Linked DNA regions of Macaca mulatta: region 1 is linked to region 2. Evidence: chromatin contacts called from public Hi-C data. All regions are on one chromosome and are shown on one strand. Each heading gives the region's core, a stretch centred on a gene start, on an enhancer-like site or on the middle of the called end of the contact. The rest is flanking DNA. Distances are from core to core; before and after follow the strand shown.

What was found. A called contact is a pair of places that touch in the nucleus more often than the background predicts.
Region 1: a contact with region 2 is called in a Hi-C map of fetal cortex germinal zone, with 3 times the contacts expected there. The contact joins two enhancer-like sites. A contact is called at or near these places in 2 of 14 Hi-C or Micro-C datasets (fetal cortex germinal zone and liver).

The regions. Positions count from the first base shown.
Region 1 is chr6:186,433,709-186,438,755 of T2T-MMU8v2.0, forward strand. All of the region lies in intron 1 of PRR7 (proline rich 7, synaptic), which reads left to right. Among named protein-coding and RNA genes, the nearest start is that of PRR7, 5.4 kb to the left of the region's middle. Within about 2 kb of position 3,688, at least 13 of the 40 cell types and tissues checked have an H3K27ac peak or open chromatin away from gene starts, as enhancers often do. A contact at or near this core is called in fetal cortex germinal zone, where this site is marked.
Region 2 is chr6:186,079,349-186,084,576 of T2T-MMU8v2.0, forward strand. No RefSeq gene overlaps it. Among named protein-coding and RNA genes, the nearest start is that of NSD1, 19 kb to the right of the region's middle. Within about 2 kb of position 2,768, at least 31 of the 40 cell types and tissues checked have an H3K27ac peak or open chromatin away from gene starts, as enhancers often do. A contact at or near this core is called in fetal cortex germinal zone, where this site is marked.

The DNA.
Region 1 (5,047 bases), core at 2,438-4,937, 360 kb after region 2:
TCAGTGGAGGAACCTGGTCTCTGAAAACCCTGCCCTGAAGAGGGCCGGAGCTGTAGACACTGGCCTGAGTGAGGGCTCTCCACCTACAGGCCCGCCGGGGCCTCAGTCTCTGTGGTCCTATTTGTAGTTTCCCAAGCCCTGGCTTCCTGGCTTGGTGTCAGGGTTAGGTCATCTACCTGCAAGCAAGGGTGCCACTCAGTACCCTGGCCTAGGTGGAGGGCCGTTTTGGCCAGCTCCAAGCCTGGCTGACTGGGAGTGGAGACAAGTCCTGTCAAGTCGTCTCTGGCCTCAGTTCCTCTGTGTTGGTGTGGGAGGGGTGTAAGGGTGTTACCAGTGGCTCCCTGAAATGCCCTTCCTGCCGGGACCAGGGACTTTGTCATCACCTGAGCTTCACATCACCTGGCTATGGAGACCTGAGCTGGACCCACTCCTTGAGCCTACATCCTTGTCTGTAGAGAGAACAGTAGCCACCTCCCGGCTTTTCCTTAGATAACTAGCATAGAGACCAGTAGTGGACCTGGCATGTGCAAGGCACACAGGACAGGCTGTCAGTCTGTCCTGCCCCCTAGCCCTCACCCTCTGCTCTGCGTTCCTGTCCCTTCCCTTGAAGACCAGCAGCTCTAGCCTCAAATCCAGGTGGGACCCAGCGCCCCTGCTGCCTGGGATTTCCCATCCCTGCCCCCCAGAACCCTGGTGTGTGGCTCCGTACAGCCTTTTCCTTTGATTCATGTAGACGCATGGGTTCTCCACTTGCTTATAAACCACCCTGCCAAGCGAGGGCTGGGTGATGGCTTTTCTCTCTGTGACATTTTGGTGAATGGCTGACATTTCCCAGGAATGAACTGGACACAGACCCAGCCCTTAAGGTACTCCCGGTCCCACAGCTAAAAGACCAAACACGTAACGAGCCCTCCAGCCTCTCCTTCCATAGGTGGTTCTTGAGCTGCTTACTGGGTGCCAGCTGGTAAGACCGATGGTGCTGGACCCTGGCCGCCCCGGAACATCCTGGTATCATTGGGCTTCCCATCCCTGAGGGGTGAGGTGGCTCAGGTGAGCCCAAGAGGCCTTGGCAGGAGCTCATCCAGGAGGCCAGCACCTAGGTCAGTGGTTCTCAGAGTGTGTTCCCCGGCTCTGCAGTACCAGCATCTGCTGGGAATTTGTGAAAAATGCAAACTCGGGCCCCATCCTAGACCTACTGAATCCAGCACTGGGAGTGGAGCCCAACACTGTTTTAACAGCCTCCACGTGGTTCTGATGCTTGCTTAAGTTTGAGAGGCCCGGATCTAAGCCATGTTCAATGTTAAATGCTAGATTGGCTCCTGAGGCAGCGTGGCGTTATGAAGAGTGACTAGGCTGGGCAGGGGCACAGCACAGTGGCAAGCGTGGTGATGGGGGCCAGGGGAGAGACGATGTTGGCCTGGCCAAGGCAGTGGCAGGAGGACCAAAGGAAGTGGACAGATGCCACCCTGCAGAGGATGCGGTGGATGGAAGGAATGGTAGGCTCTTTGCTGAGATAAAGGACCCAGTGGCAGATCTTTGGTGCTTTGGCGTATAAGGCTGAAGTGTAGGGTTCTTTGTGCAGAGGGCAGTGTGGGAGGTGCCCACAGCAATGCAGCCAGGCCCTGGTTCTGTGTGCCCTTGGGTGTCATTTCATCTCCTTGAGCCAAGTGTTCCCATCTGCCAAATGACAAGAATGCTAGCCTGCTTCGAAGAGGGTGGTGCCCAGCTCTCAGGCAGGGAGCACCCTGGGGACACACACATCTCTGTATCCTCAGCTCAGAAGCCACCATTAGAGCTAATGTTTGTTGGCACCTCCACACCCTTGGCATGGATTAGCTTCATCTTCACCGATGAGGAAACTGAAGCAACTTGGAGGTTAAGAAACTCACCAAGGGTCTTGCTTTCATCCCCCTGCCGTGCTCCCAGTGAGTGTGTGGCCCAAGAAAACATGCAGAGCGATATGGTTCAAAAACACTACAGATAAATCAAGATGGAACCCTAAAACATGTTCAAATAACCTTCAAGAAAGTAGGAAAAGAGAAACAGGAAACAAACAGAACATGAGTAATAAAATGATAAAATGGCAGCCCAGTCTGTCTGCAGGGCATCGTTCCTAGCACCTGAATGTGTTGGGTGGGTAGGAGGAGGCAGGTATGTGCTACTACCAGTCTGGAGCAGTGTAGACAGTGGAGGGAGTGACTGGGAGAAGCAGGCTGCAGGCAGGGTCTGAGTCTGAAAGGCTCCCAGACAAGGGCAAGAGCTCACATAGGAAAGGAGCAGTAAGGGGGCATGCTTTTTTCAGGAGGCTTTGCAAAGTCTGGCCTGGTCAGGTAGAGCATTTTGAAAGGTCTGAATGAACCTCTGATGTTTATGTATTGAGCACCTATGGTCGGTTAGTGAGAGTCTACTGAGCACCTGGGAGGGAGGCGTCAGACAGGATTCCAGTCCCGTGGGCCTGCTGTGACACTGCCAAGGGGATAGTGTTCAGCGTCAAATCCCCACCCACTCTACCTGGGGGCAGAGCCAGGCTGGGGCCATGGGGCTAGCTATGTGACCTTAAGCAAGTGCCTTCCTCTTGCTCTTTGGCCCAAAGTTGCCTAGTCTATAAAATGCAGCTATGATGGCACCCAGCAGGTCCTGGGCATGGCCTGCCCTGTCTGGCCTAATGCCCTACCTGCTGAGCTGGGTGCCCTCAGGGCACAGACCCTGTCTTTTGTCTCTTGCTAACCTGGAGCTGCCATTACATCTCCCCTTCATCCTGTAGCTCTTTCTCATGCTGCTATTCCACAGCAGTGTCGGGCTGGTGATCAGGCATGCCAGGGCCCTGGTGGGAAGGGATGGGAATGCACATTTTGGCTGCTAGCTGGCCTGTCTGCCCAGTGCCCCCATGGCTGCCACTTACATCTGGCTTATCACATAGGGAGTGTTTTGACAGAGTTTGGATTCAGACTCAGGCTAAATCCTAGCTCCTCCCCTTCTGAGCTGTGTAACCTGGGGCAAGTCATTTCCCTCTCTGAGCCTATCTCCCTGTCTATCAAATGGGCACAACCAGCATGGACAAGGTGGTGTTGAGAGGATTCTGTGTGGTCCTTGAAAGATATTTGTAGGCCGGGCGTGGTGGCTCAAGCCTGTAATCCCAGCACTTTGGGAGTCCGAGACGGGGGGATCACGAGGTCAGGAGATCGAGACCATCCTGGCTAACACAGTGAAACCCCGTCTCTACTAAAAAAAAAATACAAAAAACTAGCCGGGCGAGGTGGCGGGCGCCTGTAGTCCCAGCTACTCGGGAGGCTGAGGCGGGAGAATGGCGTGAACCCGGGAGGCGGAGCTTGCAGTGAGCTGAGATCCGGCCACTGCACTCCAGCCTGGGCGACAGAGCGAGACTCCGTCTCAAAAAAAAAAAAAAAAAAAAAAAGAAAGATATTTGTAATTCAGCTAAACCCCATCACCTCCAGCCCCAGGGTTACCTTTTCTGACCCGGAGCTGTTCCTGCCTGGCAGGCCAGGGGGATCTCTAGTTAGTGCCAGTTTCCTCAGAGCATTCCTGATGGCTCAGGAAAAGAATAACAGATGTAATTAACTCCCAGTGACTGGCAGCATCGTGTTTTTATCTGGGCTGCGTCACCATGGCAGCCTCATGGCAGGGTTGTCGAGGGGGCGGGCAGAGCTATGGTTCCTGCCATTGTCTGTTCTGGAACGCAGGCCCAGGAGAAGGGGACCGGCACGGGCACCAAGTGGCACGTGGCTGAAGGCAGCCATGGAGTCAGGGGCCATCTGGGGAGAAGTGTGGGGTGGCCCATGGCCTGGCTCCCCCCCAGCTTGGGGCTCAGGCTCCCTGTGGCTCTCAAAGCAGAGTGTGTGTGTGTGCCTTGGGCGTGCTGAGGGTAGGAGGGTCTGTGGGGCTTCTGGAAGAGGCCCACAAAGTAGCCCAGGCAGCACTACCCCCCACCCCACCCAGGCTAGGGTTTTGTGGCCAGGCCTGGGTTCAAATTATGGTTCCACCACCTGCCATCTACACAGCCAGTTTTCCCCAACTGCTCATCTGTAAAATAGGAATCATTCCAGTTACCCGAAGGCTTTCGTTCAAACCTGTGTGTATAAGGCATTCAGGAAAGGCTCAGTTCTGTTCTGTGGGGGCGGTGAGCAGTCACCTGCCACCTTTCACTCAGAGTCAGGGCTCCCTCCTACCTCCCTCTTAGGGTGCAATGTTCCCCCTCTCGCCCGCGTTTGTGGAGGGGAGGAAGCGGAACTAGAGATGCCCATCTGGCGTGAGTGCAGGACCAGGTGGGTACAACAGACTAGCTTCCGACCCTCATCTACTTTTCCTCCCCTCCGCGAGAGGGAGAGGGAGACGGCGGCCTGGAGACAGAGGCAGAGCCAAGTGGGGCTGTGCAAGGGTAGGAGGGGAAGCGGAGCTGGAGCAGGCAGGGCGCCTGGAGGAAAGGAAGAGAGAGACTGGCCCACGCTCGGCGCAGCGCGCTAGGCGCAAAGGCAGGGCCGGTGGCACGCAGTACTGGCAGGCATTACCAGTTGGAGCCACCCGCCTGAGCCCTACAATGGGAGCGGCGGAGACCCGGAGGGCGCGGTGCAGGGCCAGTTGTTCCGGGCTTTGGGCAGCCAGGGGCTACCAGGCGTCTGTACAGGGCGCCGGGTGGCTGTCTGTGGGGCTCCAGGAGATATACCACCCTTTCCCCGCCGCACAGCAACCGCGTCGAGACGCCTCTTCAGGGACCTGGTGCGCACAGGCTCCTGAAACCTTTTCGCAGCTGGGGTACCTTTGCCCCAGGGACTGTGGATGGCGAATCTCTCGTCCGAGCTGGAGTCCGGCCTTCGCGCGCCCCCTGCTGGCCCGCCTCGGCTCCCCTCGGCGCCCGGGCTCCGCGGCGGCGGCCGGGGCTCAGATCGGGGAAACCCTACCGGGGAAACCTCGAGGCGTGACGTCACCCTCCTCGGTGACGTCACCGGCCCCCCGGGGAGAGCGGGGTTCCCACGGAGAAGGCTTTCCCCGGACTGCGCAGGGCGCGGGCGGGGGCCGGGAAGTCGTTGGG
Region 2 (5,228 bases), core at 1,518-4,017:
ACCTGGGAGGTTGCAGTGGAGCCGAGATCACACCACCGCACTCCAGCCTGGGCAACAGAGCTAGACCTTGTCTCAAACAACAACAACAACAACAACAACAAAACACTCCACAGTCCAGATGGGCTTTCCTGGGTCTGAGAACCTTCCCCTATGCAATTCCCCAGCTAGTCATACGGTGGCGACAGTGCACCATGAGCGCTCTGCTTCTCCCTCCCTCTCAGCCAAAGCAAAAGCCAAACACCAATGTTTTCTAGATGCCTCTATTTTTTTTTTTTTTTTAAGAGATGGAGGGAGATTTAGGGAGAGATCTAAGGGGTCTCCTTACAACCTCCCTAAGAGGTAGAGTCCATTCGTATCCCCTGCCTACAGATGGAAATGATGACTCACAGAAGTCAATTCACACCCTCAAGATCACCCAACCAGGTTTTGTTTTTGTTTTTGTGTGTGAGATAAGAGTCTAGCTCTGTCGCCCAGGCTGGAGTACAGTGGTGCAATCTCAGATCACTGCAACCTCTGCCTCTGGGGTTCATGCAATTCTCTTGCCTCAGCTTAGTGAGTAGTAGCTGGGATTACAGGCGCGCACCACCATGCCCAGCTAACTTTCGTATTTTTAGTAGAGATGGGGTTTCGCCGTCTTGGCCAGGCTGGTCTTTAACTCCTGGCCTCAAAAGATCCGCTGACCTCAGCCTCCCAAAGTGTTGGGATTACAGGTGTGAGCCACCGCATGTGGTCTCCAGCCAAGTTTTGAACCCTGGTCTATGCGTCTCCCAGGACAGCTGCAGCAGCTGCCTGTCCTAGGTAGGCCATCAGTCCTGGTTCAGCTTCCCGCCCCATCACTGGGCAGTGCTGCCTTTGCTGAACTGACAGATCAGAGGTCTGCCCTGGGAGTGGACAAGGGCAAAGACTTTCACTTTTGCTTTCTACCTCTGAAATTTAGATCATTTACATAGCTTTTGCACTGGGGGTGAGGTGCTGGGATAGTTCCTATCGCTGGGGAAGAGCTGATCTGAGGGATGAGGCCTCGGTGTTCCCACAGTTTCCCTCCCCTATCCCAGCCAAGGCTCCCAAGACTGAATTCCCAGGCCCTCCTAGCTTCTCAAGAGGAAGAGAGCTAACTTTGAAGGAGCACTTCCTCTGTGCCACGTACTATACCAGACATCCTTTCTACATTCATTCGGTACATAGTAATAAAGCACACACTGTGTGCCTGTCACAATAGACAGCACTACAAGCTCTTGCATGCAGCAATAAAAGAATATTTATCAATGGTAACTTGTGTGCCGGGCGAGGTGGCTCACGCCTGTAATCCCAACACTTGGAGAGGCTGAGGCGGGCGGATCACATGAAGTCAAGAGTTTGAGACCAGACTGGCCAACATGGCGAAACCCCATCTCTACTAAAAATACAAAAAAAATTATCCAGGAGTGGCGGCACACACCTGTAATCCCAGCTAGCTACTAGGGAGGCTGAGGGAGGAGAATCGCTTGAACCCGGGAGGTGGAGGTTGCAGTGAGCCAAGATGGAGCCACTGCCACTGCACTCCAGCCTGGGTGACGAAGTGAGACTTTCTAAAAAAAAAAAACAAAAAACATAATGTTGGCCAGATGTGGTGGCTCATACCTGTAACCCCAGCACTTTGGGAGACCAAGGTGGGTGGATCACTTGAGGTCAGGAGTTCAAGACCAGCCTGGCCAACATGGTGAAACCCCATCTCTACTAAAAATACAAAAGTAAGTGGGGTGTGGTGGCGCACATCTATACTTCCAGCTACTAGGGGCGCTGAGGCAGGAGAATTGCTTGAACCCGGGAGGTGGAGGTTGCAGTGAGCCGACATCAGGTCACTGCCCTCCAGCCTGGGCTACAGAGTGAGACTTTGTCTCAAAAAAAAAAAAAAAAAAATCCGGGGCAGTGACTCACGCCTGTATTCCCAACAACACTTTGGGAGGCCCAGGTAGGCGAATCACAAGGTCAGGAGTTCGAGACCAGCCTGGCCAACACGGTGAAACCCCGTCTCTACTAAAAATACAAAAAAAAATTAGCCGGGCGTAGTGGCGGGCGCCTGTAGTTCCAGCTACTCGGGAGGCTGAGGCAGGAGAATGGCGTGAACCCGAGAGGCAGAGCTTGCAGTGAGCTGAGATCGTGCCACTGTACTCCAGCCCGGGGGACTGAACGAGACTCTGTCTCAAAAAAAAAAAAAAAGACGCAAATGCTTCTCAGAATAAAGCAGCAAAGATCGTGAAACGTCACAGGATTTGGCTACAGCGGCACTGCTGGTGATCTGAAGCCAGAGTGCAGTGGGATCAGGAGGAAGATGAGGAAGAGGGGACAGGACAGTGGAGGGGAGGAGAGGCAGAGCCTGGTTGCAGGGGAGTTGAGATTTTTCTCGGCCGTTTGTTGGCTGCTGGGAAGGAGCAAGAAGACAGGAAAGGGTTGGCGCTCCACAGGCGAGAGAGGAGAAAGGGACACAAAAACCCATGGAAGCAATAGGGCGGGACTCAAAAGCCCACGAGGAGGTCCGGCCCAGTTGTTCTCTGTCTCCTTCTCCAAGCGCTGCGGCAGGGCTGGTGGTGAATTCAGAAAAACAGGCACAAAGGGCCAGTGGGGTCGCTAGCAAGATCTGGGATCCACTGAACGTTAATAGAAATTGGCTGCCCTTTACCGGAGTAGCCCAGCGCACAAAGATGATCTTTTCTGAGGCTCCACCGCCGCAGAGCCCTTCGCGCGGCCCACGGCACCAGCCGCCGCTGATTGGCCCGTGGCAGCCACCTGACCGAACGGACCAATCGGAGGCGTTCTCCCAGGAATGCGGCCCGCGTGTGGTCGGGAGCGGAAGCCGGACTTGAGTGCCGCGGGGCCCAGCGGCTGTGCTGGCCACGTGCACCCGGCTGGGTTCCGCGGGCGCCGAACTGGGAGTCTGGGGCCGGGTCTCCCACTACCCTGTTCCGCCGGCCGAGGGGGTTGGGGAGGCCACCTGTCCCAGACACCCGGACCCTGTGTCCTTCTGATAATTCCCCCTTTTTCTCTCGCTGGCTTCTGGGGTCATGTCCTTTTTACCCTCTCTGGTCCAAAGTAATGTTTCAGGAGATCTGAAAGCAAGCAGAACCAAGTTGAAATTACTTGCTCCGCCGGGCGCGGTGGCTCACGCCTGCAATCTCAGCACTTTAGGAGATCTAGGCGGGCGGATTGCTTTAGCTCAGGAGTTTGAGACCAGCCTGGGCAACATGGTGAAACCGCGTCTCTACTAAAAAATACAAAAGTTAGCCGGGCGTGGTGGTGCGTGCCTTTAGTCCCAGCTACCCTGGAGGCCGAGGTGGGAGGATCACTTGAGCCTGGGCGTTCGAGGGTGCAGTGAGCGGTGATGGCGCCACCGCACTCCAGCCTGAGTGACAGACTTGTCTCAAACAAACAAAAACTAGCCGGGATGGCAGTGCGCGCCTGTGGTCCCAGCTACTCCGGTGGCTGAAGTGGGAGGATCACTTGAGCAAGAGGGTGCAGGCTGTAGTGAGCCGAGATCACGCCACAGCGCTCCAGCCTGGGCGAAAAAGTGAGACCTTGCCTCAAAAATAAATAAGTAAAAAAATGCCGGGCATGGTGGCTCACGCCTGTAATCCCAGCACCGTGGGAGGCAAAGGCGGGCAGATTGCTTGAGCCTAGGAGTTTGAGGCCAGCCTGAGCAACGTGGCAAAACCTGTCTCTATCAAAAAATACAAAAATTAGCAGAGCCTGGCGGCGTGTGCCTGTGGTCCCAGCTACTCGGGAGGCTGAGGTGGGAGGATAGCATGAGCCCAGAAGGCAGAGACAGCAGTGAGCTGAGATCACACCACTGCACTCCAGCCTGGGTGACAGGGCAAGACCCCGTTTCAAAAAAAAGACAAAAGAAAGAAAGAAAGAAAAATTACTTGCTTACCATATGACCTAGGACAAGTGTTTAACTTCACTGAACCTCAGATACCTCTTCTGGAAAATGGGACTACTAATACCTACTTCAGTATCTTTGTGAAGATTGTAAAACCTACCCGGCACACTGTGAGCTCCCAAAACACATTGGTAACAATTTTTATGATTGTGAATAATCCTACCCTAGAGGAACTCACAATCTCATCACACACAGCCTTGTACTAAGGCTTTTTCTTCCTACTCCCCCTTACTAGAATGTACACTGCTGTTAACAAGGGCGTAACCATATGCCTGTTTAGTCTTCCAATCCCATAATCCCTTCACTTGGTCTAACAAGGGGAAATTTAAGCTATACAGGAACAGTAGTAGGACAGGACATGAAACCATGGGATTTACATCAGGAAAAACACCAGCAATAAGGTGGGAATGTTTATGACACAACAGGTATGTACTGAAACACATCTTGCTAGAAGGCTGCCATGCACCAACTCTGTGTGAACCTCACTAAAATAATAATCATGATTACAACCATTGGAGGACTTGCCAGGTGCCAGACACTGTTCTAAGCTTACATATTACCTATCAACAATCCCACTTCAGGCCGGGCATGGTGGTTCACACCTGCAATCCCAGCACTTTGGGAGGCCGAGGCGGGTGAATCACCAGCCTGGCCAACACGGCTAAACCTCGTCTCCACTAAAAATACAAAAATTAGCTAGGCATGGTGGTGCATGCCTGTAATCCCGGCTACTCAGGAGGCTGAAGCAGGAGAATCCTTTGAATCTGGGAGGTGGAGGTTGGGGTGAGATTGTGCCACTGCACTCCAGCCTGGGCAACAAAGCAAGACTCCATCTCAACAAAAGAAAAAGAGAAAAAAAAAAGAAAATCCCACTTTACAGAGTGATCACAGAGGCACAGATAAGTTCTCTATAACTTGCCCAAGGTCACTATTAAGTGGCAGAGCTGGGGGTTCACATCAAGCCATCTGGGCCAGCGTCTGCGCTTATAACTTCACAGCGTGCTGCCTCTCCAACACCAGCTCAAGCAGTGGGCACTCTAAAGACCCACCACGGCCAGGCACGGTGGCTCACGCCTGTAATCCCAACACTTTGGGAGACCGAGGCAGGTGGTTCATGAGGTCAGGAAATCGAGACCATCCTGGCCAACATGGTGAAACCCCGTCTCTACTGAAAATACGAAAATTAGCTGGGTGCGGTGTGGTGGCGCACCCTGTAGCCCCAGCTACAGGGGAGGCTGAGGCAGGAGAATCGCTTGAGGTTGCAGTGAGCTGAGATCATGCCACAGCACTCCAGACTGGGTGACAGAGTGAG